Regions from separate parts of the Mus musculus genome. Here all the other regions are linked to region 4. Evidence: chromatin contacts called from public HiChIP or PLAC-seq data. All regions are on one chromosome and are shown on one strand. The core of a region is the stretch at or near the end of the contact, and the rest is flanking DNA. Distances in the headings are between cores, read along the strand shown. Region 1 overlaps Tbc1d16 (TBC1 domain family, member 16). Region 2 overlaps Baiap2 (brain-specific angiogenesis inhibitor 1-associated protein 2). Region 3 overlaps Rptor (regulatory associated protein of MTOR, complex 1). Region 4 has its middle 5.7 kb from the start of Gm39484.

Region 1 (3,335 bases), core at 517-3,016, 300 kb after region 4:
TATTTTTAAAAACAATTTCAGGTTTTTAGAAAAAAAAATGAGAACATCCAGAAAGAACTGTTTGTAGTTGTATAACTCCCCCCCTCCCCTTAGATAGCAGACTTTACCACCTTAACCATTTCTAAGCTTAGGTCTCAGGGCTTGAGCTTGCTCTCAGGGTTCAGTGACCACTGCAGAATTGGCCGCAGGCTGAAGCCCGAGTTCCACCTGCTCCTCCCTTCTTGCACCTGCTTCTTACTGAAATCCCACCCAGCCAGCTCCCAGACTTGCTGCCCACCCTTCTCTCTCTTCCCATGCTCCTCTCTGTTTTTATACCCTTTGGCCATTAGGGCTGAGTGGAGACCCTGGCACTGCTCTCTTGCAACATCAGACACCAACCGTAGGTTCACCCCTGCCTTGGGGACTTGGTGCTCCTGTTGGGGACTCCCTCTGGAGTCTTCCCGCACCCCTCTACTTGTGGAACTGAGCACACGTGATATGTGGAGGAGCTCGGTGTCTGACCAGGATCCTGGAAATATAATGTGAGGCTGCGTGCTAACCCACTCTGACTCCTGCTGGCCTGCTGCCATGTTCCTGCCCTGCTGCCACCTGGCAGGCTTCCCCGTGACAAATGGGTAAGAGGCCAGGGCACAGGATGCTGGTGGATCCTGTAGGCTGTTTTAGGCTGGTGGACTTGGGGAGGAGGGATTGGGACTGTGTGGTGGACAGAACCTTTGCCCCTAACCTCCAGTGGGCCTGCTCTCCGATGACAGGAAAGGCAGGTGGGAAGAAGGGCTCACTTGACCCCACCCCCAGTTCCGTCAGCCACTGCCACAGCAGTAGGAAGCTCAGATCTATGAGGGCCCCTTTAGCAGGGAACAGCTGCATCCTGAAGAGGTGGGGAGCCAGGGTGACTTGACCTTGGCGTCCAAGGGAATAATTCAATTATGGATAGGGTCCTAGTTTTCCCAGAGGGCCTCTAGATCACCAAAGACCGGAGGCTGTTCTTTGTCCCTGCTTTCTTGTTTGTGTAGAGGAGCCTATGACATCACAGATCAGCCTCTGTCTGGTCCCTGGCTTGGGAGGACACACCAAGGGACAATAGAGGATAGATACCCAACCAAGCCCTGTTTATGGGACAGGCAGGGTTTGCCATGACAGTAGGGGCTGTGGCGAGAAGCCAGAGCTTGGGTAAGGAGGGCTGCACTGTGAGACATGGCTGCCCAGCTGCACAAGTACCCTACAGAGTCTACAGTGTGCTTGGAGACAGCCCGGGAACACTAGCTCTGATCACCCAGTGCCGCTTGGACAGACGAACGCTGGGCTGCTGAGTGGGGAGCTCCCCAACCCCCACTCTTCATGCTCACGGTGTCCAGCAAGCGTTTCGAGGCGGAGCTGGAAACCTGGGCAGCTGACGTGTCTTTATTTGTGCAGCTGGAGAGGGATCAGAACAGATAAGAGCTCTGGGGGTGTGGTGTGTGCGGCACGCAGCGCGTGTGTGCCTCCGGTATTCGTGACCTGTGTGCCGCAGAGCTAGGTCTTGGGGGCTCCCTGCACATACAGAGAGGTTGGAGACCCCCACCCGCAGTGTTGATTGAGGACTGCCATTCTGTCCAGACTGGCCCTGGTGTGGTGCTGGCCACCCAGGCTGCTGAGTGTTGCCTGCCCTGCTCAGCTCTCTTTCTCTGGGTTCCTGCCAGCAGTTTTCCCCAGCTGGGGTTAGGGATGACTTATGGGCCCTGAGCAGAAAATTACTGTCAGAGCCAGAACCCCAGAGACAGGACCTAGGCAGGGCTTTGCTGGCTGCTGTGCCTCTCATTTGCTCTCCTCACCACAGGGTGGCAGGTATGGCAGCCAACACAGCAGAAGCCTTGGTGTGAGCAGGGAGCTGGGAAGAGACACTCAGAGAGGGCAAGGGAACAATCCTCACAGCCCCTCCCTCCCCACTGCCCCCTCCCCACAGCCCCTCCCTCCCCACTGCCCCCTCCCCACAGCCCCTCCCCCCCCACTGCCCCCTCCCCACAGCCCCTCCCTCCCCACTGCCCCCTCCCCACAGCCCCTCCCTCCCCACTGCCCCCTCCCCACAGCCCCTCCCTCCCCACAAACCCAGCTCACCCCTTCCCTGGGCAAGCTCTGGCCCTAGCTGGTTAGGGAAGAGCCCTGGGGTGGACCTGGAGTTCTAAATAGCTTCAGTCACTTCCCATAGCAGCAGAAGCAGGGTGTGTGTGCCTGGGGTTCCTGGTGAAGTCTCAGAGCCTGTATCTAGGGGAGGAGGCTGCTTGCAGGAGGCTCACTCTCAAGGCTTTGGAAACAAGCTGTGGTTTGCAGAAGGGTAAGGCCATATGCACCCGGCGAGAACTTCTGGGCTGGGTAACAGTCTCCCAGAGTCCTGCTGTTTCTGATTGGAGATGGGTTGTGTGTTGTTATGCGTCATTCATGGGTTTATTCATATGGTGGTGGTGACGGTGTAGAGAGGAGGCTAGTGGAGCTCCTGACCCCCTGCCTCTCCCTGAACTGCGCCTGTGACGACTTGAACCATTGGAGCGGTGGTAGTGAGATCCCTGGATCCTATGTGTGAATGCATACGTGTTCCTCAGGTGTGCAGCATGGATATGTCTGAAGGGCACCGATGAGAACATGGAACGTGTAGGTCCAGGGCCACAGCTAAGGGCCCCAAATATCTCAGCATTATGAAGTTATCGTTGATTTGCCCCTTTTTATCATTCACCCATAAAAACATTCACAGTAATAAAACCGCTATACATGTACACTCTAAACTGGAGGACAGTCAGCTCCCAGGCTTTGCCAGGTAGATATATGATAGATGAAAAGTGGCTCTTTGAACATTAAAGATATAAGAAAAAGCAAGATAAAAGATGAACTGCGCGGTTTGTGGCTTGAGGAGAATTCCGGGAACATGAAAAGAAGTCAGGAGTCGCAGAGACAGGCTCCCATCCATTTAGAAGTAAACGGGGGACTTCTGTCCTTCAGAGTAGGCGGTTCGTGGCAAACACCGGTAAGGTGGTGCCCAGCACAGGGTCCAACAGTCCTAGTCCGCTCTCTTTCTGTGTCGAAGACCATGACCAAAAAGGAAAGGGTTAATTTCCACTTCCACACACCTTTCAAAGTCAGGGCAGCAAATGCTTCCTGGCTGGCTCCTCCTGACTTGCTCGGTTTGCTTTCTTAGACCTGGAGGTAGCACCGCCCACCATGACCCTCCCACGCCAATCAATCAAGAAGACACGCCCACAGACATGCCCACAGGCCAATCTGACAGAGGCGGATTTTCCAGACACGCTAGGTTGGAGAAAGGTGACCAGAACTAAACAACCGAGGCAGGAGGATCTCGGACTCAA
Region 2 (3,049 bases), core at 355-2,854, 460 kb before region 4:
CATGACTCAGAGGGTCTTGGATCCACCTTCTGGCTCTCAATGCCCCATAGACACCTGGGAACGGACTATAATTTTACCCAAGTGGAAAGCAGGTGACCACAGTGGGCTCAAACTCTGGCCTGGGCAGGGGAACCCACTGGAGTCCTTGGCAGCACTGCACTACTCTCTCAGCTTTGTAGTACATCCACTCTTCCTTTCTGAGGACAATGCCATACAACCAACTCTCAGAAGGCTACAGGGTCTACAAGAGGAGGGATGGGGCAGCAGCGACCAGACAAACTATGCACTTAGCTAGAAGTCTCTCTATAGGTTGGTGCTCTCTGACCACATTCTTTAGGCCCAGAATTATAAGTCAATGTCAAGACTGAACAGAAAACATTCCCCTACCCACAAAAGCAGCACATGCCAACTCAAGAAGAGTAGAAACTGGTATAATCAGGCAGTGATGCCCAAGGGTGTACCAAGTTTCTCACAGATTTTTGTTCAGGTGATGGGTGTCAGACCCCACAGGACAACAGTTACCATTCCACATGGGCTGTGTCAACCCTCAGACACAGAGCACAGTGTGTGGCTCAACTCAGAGCCCCCGCTGCGTAGCCTGTCCCCAGACCTTATGGGTATATACGGGGAGATGGGGGGAGGGGAGCACACTGAGACAAAGGCACAGAACAGGGTGTGTATGTGTCTGTGTGTGAGTGCACGCACGTGGAGTTCTGGGCTGGCTGCAAGCTGGTGCTGCGCAGGATCAGCCCACATGATGAAGTTTTAAACTGCATTTTACAAGCAGCTGCAGGAAGACATGTGCAGCGGAGCTTGGGCGTGCACAGCCGCAAGTACTAAACCCCTGGGGGGCCATGGCCACAGCATGCAGGAGAAGACTGGTACACCTACCCACCCTGAGCACCCCCTCTGCAGATGAGGGGACCTCTGGCCAGGGGCACTGACTTGTTCACTGGCCAGCAGGTGCCGAGGAGAGGTTGGGCCCTCGTGGCGGGCTCCATGGCCTCCCACCTTCTCCTTCTCTTGGAAGATCCTCCCAGGTGTACTGTGCTGACAGAAAAGCCTTACTTCATTTTATTTAAAAAAAGATATTAATTAATTAACTTATTTATTTTTGTTTTTTTTGAGACAGTGTTTCTTTGTGTAAAAGCCCAGCCTGTCCTGGAGCTCGCTTTATAGAGGCTGGCTTCGAACTTGGAGATCCGCCTGCCTAGGCTTCCCAAGTTCAGGGATTAAAGGTGTGTGCCATCACCACCTTACGGTTTTTATTTTTATTTATGGTGTTTGTGCACATGAGTGTAGGTACTCTTGGAGGCCAGAAGAGGTCGTCAGATCCCCTTAAGGAGAGTTATAGGCAGCTGTTTGCTGCTGACATGGGTGCCACCCAACCAAACTTGGGTCTTCTGTAACAACAGCATGCACTCTTAACCACTGAGCTGTCTCTCTAGCCCCAGGAAGAGGCTTTTAACCAGCCTCTGCCAGGGCCAAATCCACCCATACCCTGGGGACCTAGAGCTCTTAGGCCACAGCCCAGGTGGACCCTAAACTTGAAAAACCGGATCAGATTGGGAAAGAAGGCCCAGTGTGCCAGAGCAAACAGTGAATGAGGGAGGGTAAATCTTTGCAGACAGCTGCCACCTGATGAGCCTCTCCAGGGAGTGGAGTATCAACAGGGGTGACTGGCAGTAGGTGGCCCATCCCAGGGAGCTGACATGAGAGATCCTGGAGGGAGGGGCAGAAGCCCTAGGCACACCAAGGCAGTGAGTCAGCCTTAGCCCATCAGAGTGAAAAAAGCCTTAACTCAGGAGGGTGAGGATGGGGCTGGGACCAGGAGAGTTCCAGGCCCCAGAATATTTGGGAACTAATAGGAAGAGACCCTCCCCCACAAAGTACACGTGGGTCCCAGAGACAATATGTGACATTTGGGACAAAAGTATAAAAACACAGAGAAACATACCAGGAGACCACGCCCTCCTCAACTTCTACCAACTTACAGTGAGTCAAGTCGCTGAAAGGTCAGCCACCAGTGAGTCACACTGCATTTCACCCTAACGTCTCAGTTTTAAAGATTTCTGGTGCTATTAGTAACTTGGCTTCACATTTGGAGGGTTAGTGTGCAATTCGGTCCACGTGGAAATGTAACCCTTCTTGGGGGGAAGCACAGGGACTGAGGTACATTTACGATGTCCATCTGTGCTGCAGCAGAGGCTAGAGCCCCCCCCCCCCTCCTTTTTGTTTTTGTTTTGTTTGTTTTTCTGAGATAGGATCTCGAGTATTTCAGGCTAGCCTAAGGGTCAAACTCATTACATAGCTTTAGAGAGCCTTGAACTCCTGAGCCTCCTGCTTCTGCCTCCTGAGTACTGGGACCACAGGTGTGCACTACCACACCCAGCAGACTCCCTTTCCACACACAATACTCCATGGGTGGAGAGACCATGTACCTAGGCTGTTTGCCTGCTTTCTCTCGATGGCAAGTCATTTCCTTCACTGACATCTTCGGTTATTCTGGTGCATACTGCAGACCATCTCTCAGATATGTATATCTGAGAGCTGATATATCCAGTATATCCAGCTTTGTAGACTGATCAACTGTTGGATTCAGGACCTCCTATATATATATACACATACATACATACACACACACACACACACACACACACACACACACACACACACACACACACGTATATATAGTTCATTCTATACTTTCTGTTACTCTAAGCCCCAACTCCTGGTACCAACTTCTGTCCTCTGTAGTGTCACTATTGCTGTGATGAGGCATCATGCCCAAATGCAGTTCTGGGTTACTCTGGCTTACACTTCTACATCATCGAAGGAAGTCTAACCCTGAGTTCATTATCAAGTCAGGACAGAAACTAAAGCAAGCAGGAACCTGGAGGCAGGACTTGATGCAGAGGCCGTGGAGGAGTGTTACTTTTTGACTTGCTCTTCATAGCTTGGCCAGTCTGATTTCTTATAGAACCTTGACCATCACCACCCACAACGGGTTAGGCCCTCCCTTATCAATCCCTAATCTAAACAAACTGCT
Region 3 (3,287 bases), core at 573-3,072, 350 kb before region 4:
GGAGGACTGATTCCCTCTTACTACCACATGCATAGCACACCTGCATTCACACACACACACACACACACACACACACACACACACACACACACACACTCTCTCTCTCTCTCTCTCTCTCACTCACTGACGCATACTAACACATGTACACAAACACACACATACACACTAACACACACTGACACATATACACAGACACACACAAAGTTAAAAAGAATTCTCTTAGTAAACAAGCTTTATCATACAGGTCTCATTCCCCCCATCCCTTTTTTGAAACAGACCTCATTGTATATCAAGGCTAGCTGGGACTCACTATATACATTAGGCTACCTTTGAATTACAGAAATCCACCTGCCTCTGTCTTCCATGTGCTGGGTACACCACCATGCCTGGCAGGCAGGTCTCATCTTTTGATGACAGGGCTTTCTAAAGGAAAATGGCTAAAAAATGGTCTGCACTCGGATAACTTTGTTGTTTAGAGAATACCACCTAGTTTCCCACGCATATCTCCTCCCTCGTTCTAGGTTCCTAGATGACAGCATGGCCAGATGTACAGTTTATGTGGGATGCACAGCTGTGGCCACTGCCCTCTCTACATGTACTTTGTTACTTGTTGAGCTCTGCTTGTCCACTCTCTAATGACTGCTGACTTGCGTGCTCATCTATAGATGGGAAGTGAATCCAACTTCCCTTCCATTAATCCTGGGCTGTGTAGGGCAAAGCCTGAGCCATGGCAGCTATGTATACCCACTCACTAAGAGGGTGCCGAGGTCAAGTGGGCTGCACCTCAGCTCCTGAATACAGAGCTTCTCTTTTGAGCTGAGTAAGGCATTTCTGCCTGTCACTGAGGGGCTAAGTCTTAAGACAGGAATTTAAAAAATAATTATTTAATTTAAAAAAATGGTGTGTGTGTATGTGGTGTGTGTGTGTGGTATGTATGGTGTGTGTGTGGTATGTGTGGTGTGTGTGTGTGAAGGTCTGTATGAGCACCATGTGCATGTAAGAACCGAGTGAAGTCAAAGGAGGATCCCTGGACCTGGAGTTATGCATCAGAGGTGCTGAGAACGGAACCCACATCTCCCGCAAGAGCACTGAGAGCTCCTAACCATTACGCCATGTGTCCAGCTGAGACAGGCATCTCTATAAGGCGACAACACAGGACTGCAAAGACTCGATGTCAGTAGTTCTAAGCCTCCAGTGAGCCCAGGAAGCAGTAAGTAGGAAGGCACATGTGCCAGGAGACCTAGGCCTGTGATAAGCCTGGATGTGGTGGAGGAATGTAGCTTGGGTTGCACAGTGGCAGGAAAATCCAAAGAAAGCAGCCTTCTCACTCCGTGCTCTCTCATGTGGCTACAACTCAGAAGTAGAGGACTGACATTTCAACTTAAAACTCTACAGTTCCAAACACTGGGCTAGATTTACAAGTAAAGTCTAAGAAAACTAGTACAATCAGCTTAGAATCTCTCTGGGTGAAATGTCCTCAGATCCGATTTCCAGCTCTGAGGTATGGAGTTGCTAAGCAGCAGCTGAGGAGAGGAGAAGGAGGTGGCTTCCAGTGTACTCTAGAGACAGGGCCACATGTTCTGCTTTCAGTTTCCCCTGAGAGACAGGGAACTGGCCACTCAGATGGAGTTGGCAGCGCCTCTCTAAGCGACAGCAAGTGCTCACACAGCTACCTCTGGTACTCTCAGGCATCCTCCTGGGGAGTGACACGCTGCTTCCTGCAAAGCTCAGTTGCCACGTGGCACCAAGCTGTAAGGGATCTATCTCGAAGCTTCTGGTGAACCGTGTTACTCAGATGTCGGACGGACTGACGTCACAGACTGGGGAGGGGCTGGTGCGTGACTAATGAGGGCTCAGGCCCTCCCTCCCTCCCTCAGCTTACTGACCAAACTCAGCAGACACTGAACAGAGTAGGTAGTCACAGGTGGAGTCCTAAAGCCCCTGTGGCCTCATGGGCTGGGGTGGCAGATACAGAATAAAGAACTCTGGGGAGTCCTTTAGAATCAGGAACCCCACAGAACACTGCCAGAAAAGTCTAACAATGTGCAGGACATGGAGAAAGGGAGACACTTGTAAATATTACTGTGTAGTTTAAAGCCTATTTCAATGACTGGGCTGACTGTGGATGTTGAGCTCTGTGTGACACCGTAGCAGAGAACACAACTCTAAGCTTTACCACCCTCTGACTGGGATGGGAGGCACAGTTGTTTTAGTGGAAAGGGAAGCTGTGGTTACAAATTACCTCTTGATTTCACATCAGCCCTGATTTGCCAGGAGTGATTCTCCCTGGCTCCTTGCCAAATCAACTGCCCTGTCTTAACATCTCCAAAATACAACCTGCCACCCTCACACACGGATCAGGGCCCATGGGACTGAGGTAAGGACACTGGGTTCTGCCTCAAAGCAGAGGCAGGAACTGGGCCTGGCCGGCAACTTGCTACTTGCTAAGCTCTAGAAGGGCTAAGGATCTATTTTCATGTCTAGACTAGAAGTAATAAAAGACCGTGATGTTCTAGGATTGATTTTCAGAGCAGTGGCCACAGCTTTCTGAATAGCATGTGGTGAAGTGCAGTCTCTCAGAGCTCTGCAGCTGTTTCTGAACCTCAGAGCCTTATTGGGAAAGGACTGTATAGACACGAGGCTGCGAGTCCTCATCTAGGGCTTGAAGAGCTGGCAGAGTGAGGTCAGGTCCTCTGATGATCTGGAAATGGCCAAGACTTCTGCCAGTCTTTAGAAACACAGGTCCCAGGGCTGGGGGAGTGGTGGCAGTGGCTGGCGGTGGTGGGTGGTGGTGGCTGCGTGTGTATGTGGCCATTGTATTTGTTCTTCCTTGTGCGCCTGTCATGGTGCTTCAGAGTAAATCTAGTTATACCTTCCCTTCTGAGTCTAAGCTGTCGGCCTAATGTATAGAACCTTTGGGGGGTGTTATACTGACCCACTGCTCTGGCCTCCTATCTCCAGTGACCCTGGAACATCTGCATGGTCTTTGTAGTTGACCCTCAGCATCCTCGTATGACCCACTAAGCTTTGGTCACCACAGCAGGGACTGTGTGTGATAGGTGAGCACTCCCCCACTGAGCTACATTCCTAGCATTAACTCTCTCCAGCAAGTCCCTGCTGGATTTCTCTCAGTTAGGGCAGACACATGTGTAGCCTCTGCCCCTTGGTGCACACTCAGGGCCTCACCAGGTCACTACTATGCCGGGATGAAAAGGCTCGCCGTGCTTCCTGACTCCTCAACAAGAGGAAAATAGGGAAGAACAGAGGTGGCTAATGGCTGTCTGTCA
Region 4 (3,126 bases), core at 589-3,088:
TTGGGCCTTGCTTTAGCTTCTGTGGGGCTGGTGTCCATCAGCGTCCTTGGCTCATGAGTATGGGTTCCAGTGCAGCCCCTGCCTTCCTTCCCAGGGCCTCTGTGTTGCTCTCAAATCTCCCCCCCCCTATTTTTGAGACAGGGTCTCACCACATAGACCAGGCCAACTCTGAATTCACAGAGATCACCCGCATCTGCCTCTGAGTGCCGAGACTAAAACTGGGTACATTACACCTGGCATCTTTTCTCCTTTTTTTGAGAAGGTGGCAGCTACTTTGATAGCGAATGGTCTTGTCTTTCTTCAGTAGGCATGTATGGGAACCCTTCTTCCCTGACTTCCTTGCAGCTACAGTGGGGTTTGCTGAATTGGCCCCACTGCTTGGCTACCCACCTATCAGACCATCACTGAAGCAATGGGGCAGAGTGCCCTGGTTTTTAAGGTCAGCAAATGTGGAACACTGACTGGGTCCATGCCCATGGATGGGAAACATGTATTTGAGGCATGTAAGTTGGTGGCATCTGTGAACTCTTATCTGTGTAAGGCCCCAGTTCTAGGCAGATACATCTTTCTGAGGCTGCCATCCAACCCCTTGCATGAGACATGGACACAGAGTAGCAGAGGAGGGAAGGGCTGGGAAGACACTGCAGGTGGCAAGAAAGGTTTGGGCTGGGCAGAGCTGGCTTATTCCACTGTGGAACTGTCTCCCATGGTTATCTGAACCCCCATGTCAGTTTGCCGTTACCTAACTCTCCCATGAGGTACCACAAAGGCACCATTCACCAGGGCTCTAGCTCTTTCTGCACCTTGAAACCTTGGATCTCTGTCCAGGAGGCAAAAGTCTTTCAGCCCTCCTCCCAGCAGGCCATTCTCTGAGGCCACAAGAGCAGCAGCAAGTCTCTTGATACCCATTGCAAATCCCTTCTCCTCTTCAAGTTCCCTCAGGTTCAAGCCAGTCCCTCCTTCCTAAATGCAAATGCTCTCCTCGGTGAACCTTCCAGATTCAGAGTCGAAACAGAAATGTGATGTCATTTCTCACTGCTCCCGCCTCACCTAGTGGCCGTCACCCTTAAAGGAGATGCCAATCCCACTTCAAGAGACTGGGTCTCTAGCTCAAGTGCCTCATCTCTTGTCTGTCCATTCTGTTTGTGGGCCCAGTCCCAGGACAGAATCATCCCTGTCAGGGCCACCTTGCCTGGCATGGTGCCTCCTAAGGACAGAGAAACCTTGGGGCTAGGCTGCCTTCATTAGCTCCCCAGGGCAGCCATGGGCATGACAACTCTCCAGGACACACCGTTTGCTCTATGAAAGCTGGAACTTTGGGCCTTTCCTTTTCCAAGAGAGCCTCTGATCTCTGGATATTCACACTACGACATCGAGGGCATGTTGGATCCTAGGGTCACAGCGCCTCATCTCTCATCTGTCCATTCTGCTATGGACTGGGAAGGCTGGTTTTGGATGGATGGATACCCCAGAAACTGTAGAATCTGGCTGAACCAATGGTGGGACTGGGGTGGGGCCTGAATTTTCTCTGGAGGTGACCAAGTCCCTAGTGCCCAGATGACTAGACCCAGGGTTTGACCATTTTCTGCCTTTAGCCTTCGTGACCCGGAGAGCCACTCCTGATCCTGCATAGGCAGAGGCCAGAGCTGTGAGAGACACCCTGCCTTGGCTCAGTGCCAGTATTACACTTGGGGGAAGGGGGGAGAAACAAAACAAAACCCCCAAACAAACTCAAATCCAAAAAACAAAAGGCAGCTGCCAGCAGAAGGGAGGCTGAGTAACAGCCGGGCTGAGTCATGGCAGGAGGAGGCATTTGGTATGAGCGGGAGAGTATTCGGCCAGCTAGGAGCAGCCTCCTTAGGCCTAGAGGGAAGGGGAGGAAGGGGAGGCCCACATGCTGCCCTCTCTGGACGTCTGAGGTACTAGTCAGCATCTCTATAGAACACAGAGTCTTCACAGGTCCACATGCTAGGGATGGCATGGGGCAGACCAGCTCCCCACCCCCGCCTTGCATCGGGAAGCTCGGGCCCAGGTGCCACCCAGACCTCCTCAGTCTTGCCTCAGCCCAGTCTTAGAGGTAACAGACATAAACCATTACAAGGTGGTTGTAGGAATGAAGAGAGCCGCCTCAAGCACACAAGCTCTGGCTGCAGGCCTTCGGACCTGGGGCACCTGATGGACACGCTGGCAAGGCTGCTGGCTGGCGCCCTGCTCTTTCCTTGACAACTTTCCCACAGTTCCTCCGTAATGCCCCTGGAGGACCTGCCTTACCATAACTCTCCAGGATGGATTCTGTTTACCTCTTCCTTGAGAACTGAGGTTCCTGGCTCTTCTGTAAGTCCTGAGTGCAGTAGACATGGCTTTGGGGATAGCCGGGAGAGAAGTGGATTTCTGACCCCAGCTAGTGTCCTGGCCAGAAGACTGGGCAGCCCCTCGCCCCTGTGGTTCCAGTTGCTGCCGGTGTGGCTAGGGACAGTTGGTAAAGAACCCTGCCCAGCACCGTGACCTCAACTAACACAGCACAAAGACTAGCCCTCAGGGAGCCTTGGGTGAGCCTGGTAGGGTGTGCCAGTGTGTCTTCACTGTACCACCCCCTAACAGACAAGTGTCTGTGTGCTGGTGACACCCTCATCCTACTGAAGCTTCAAGTTTGGGAGCTGGCAGATGTCTGAGGATGGTTTTCTGTCAGGCATTGGGAACCTGAAAGAAAGAAGTCACCCAAGACCACCCAGCCAGGTTTGCTGGGAAAGGCTAACCCTGCTCCATGAGATACCTCACCTCTCTTCCGAGGATGGGCAGGGACTCCACAAACTCATTGGCTTTACCCCACTCAGAACTCGTGTGGTCCCAGCCTCTCCTTCAGATGTGGTCTGCTCCCTGCTCGCTCTAGCGGGTGCCTGCCTCTCCCGCCCCCAAGCTCCCTGCGGGAAGGGGTTCCTATGGCACCCCTTCCCCCGCACACACTTAGCTCACTGGAAGCCATCTGCCCGGAGATGGTGGCAGCAGATGCCTCAATGCACAGCGGTGCCTGAAACATAGTCGGCCCAGTGCCCAATCAACCTGGGCCCGTCCCATCAGGGCAGGGGCTGTGGCCAGAGGCGTTTTTTTGCACAGTGAGGACAGGCA

What was found. HiChIP or PLAC-seq counts read pairs in DNA pulled down with a chosen protein or histone mark.
Region 1: an HNF4G HiChIP or PLAC-seq map of pancreatic cancer cells shows a contact between it and region 4. The contact joins two enhancer-like sites. A contact is called at or near these places in 1 of 484 Hi-C or Micro-C datasets (cerebellum) and 1 of 115 datasets of contacts at active chromatin or transcription factors (pancreatic cancer cells).
Region 2: an HNF4G HiChIP or PLAC-seq map of pancreatic cancer cells shows a contact between it and region 4. The contact joins two enhancer-like sites. A contact is called at or near these places in 1 of 15 datasets of contacts at CTCF or cohesin (large pre-B cells), 14 of 484 Hi-C or Micro-C datasets (the G1E-ER4 cell line, the MNK3 cell line, bone marrow-derived macrophages and 9 more), 5 of 115 datasets of contacts at active chromatin or transcription factors (embryonic basal ganglia, large pre-B cells, pancreatic cancer cells and 1 more) and 2 of 9 other capture datasets (adipose tissue and liver).
Region 3: a contact with region 4 is called in an H3K27ac HiChIP or PLAC-seq map of the NIH/3T3 cell line, with 6 times the contacts expected there. The contact joins two enhancer-like sites. A contact is called at or near these places in 3 of 39 promoter capture datasets (the C10 cell line, liver and pre-B cells), 8 of 484 Hi-C or Micro-C datasets (the HPC-7 cell line, bone marrow-derived macrophages, cerebellar granule neurons and 5 more), 23 of 115 datasets of contacts at active chromatin or transcription factors (the NIH/3T3 cell line, SST interneurons, T-cell acute lymphoblastic leukemia and 18 more) and 4 of 9 other capture datasets (adipose tissue, embryonic stem cells, liver and 1 more).

Annotation. Positions count from the first base shown.
Region 1 is chr11:119,213,587-119,216,921 of GRCm38.p6, reverse strand. The region is part of intron 1 of Tbc1d16 (TBC1 domain family, member 16); the gene reads left to right. Among named protein-coding and RNA genes, the nearest start is that of Tbc1d16, 13 kb to the left of the region's middle. Within about 2 kb of position 1,766, at least 191 of the 459 cell types and tissues checked have an H3K27ac peak or open chromatin away from gene starts, as enhancers often do. A contact at or near this core is called in cerebellum and pancreatic cancer cells, where this site is marked.
Region 2 is chr11:119,974,911-119,977,959 of GRCm38.p6, reverse strand. The region is part of intron 3 of Baiap2 (brain-specific angiogenesis inhibitor 1-associated protein 2); the gene reads right to left. Among named protein-coding and RNA genes, the nearest start is that of Gm11767, 33 kb to the right of the region's middle. Within about 2 kb of position 1,604, at least 111 of the 459 cell types and tissues checked have an H3K27ac peak or open chromatin away from gene starts, as enhancers often do. A contact at or near this core is called in pancreatic cancer cells, where this site is marked.
Region 3 is chr11:119,862,041-119,865,327 of GRCm38.p6, reverse strand. The region is part of intron 20 of Rptor (regulatory associated protein of MTOR, complex 1); the gene reads right to left. Among named protein-coding and RNA genes, the nearest start is that of Rptoros, 29 kb to the right of the region's middle. Within about 2 kb of position 1,822, at least 167 of the 459 cell types and tissues checked have an H3K27ac peak or open chromatin away from gene starts, as enhancers often do. A contact at or near this core is called in the NIH/3T3 cell line, SST interneurons, cerebral cortex and 4 more, where this site is marked.
Region 4 is chr11:119,515,888-119,519,013 of GRCm38.p6, reverse strand. No RefSeq gene overlaps it. Among named protein-coding and RNA genes, the nearest start is that of Gm39484, 5.7 kb to the left of the region's middle. Within about 2 kb of position 1,838, at least 70 of the 459 cell types and tissues checked have an H3K27ac peak or open chromatin away from gene starts, as enhancers often do. A contact at or near this core is called in the NIH/3T3 cell line, SST interneurons, cerebellum and 5 more, where this site is marked.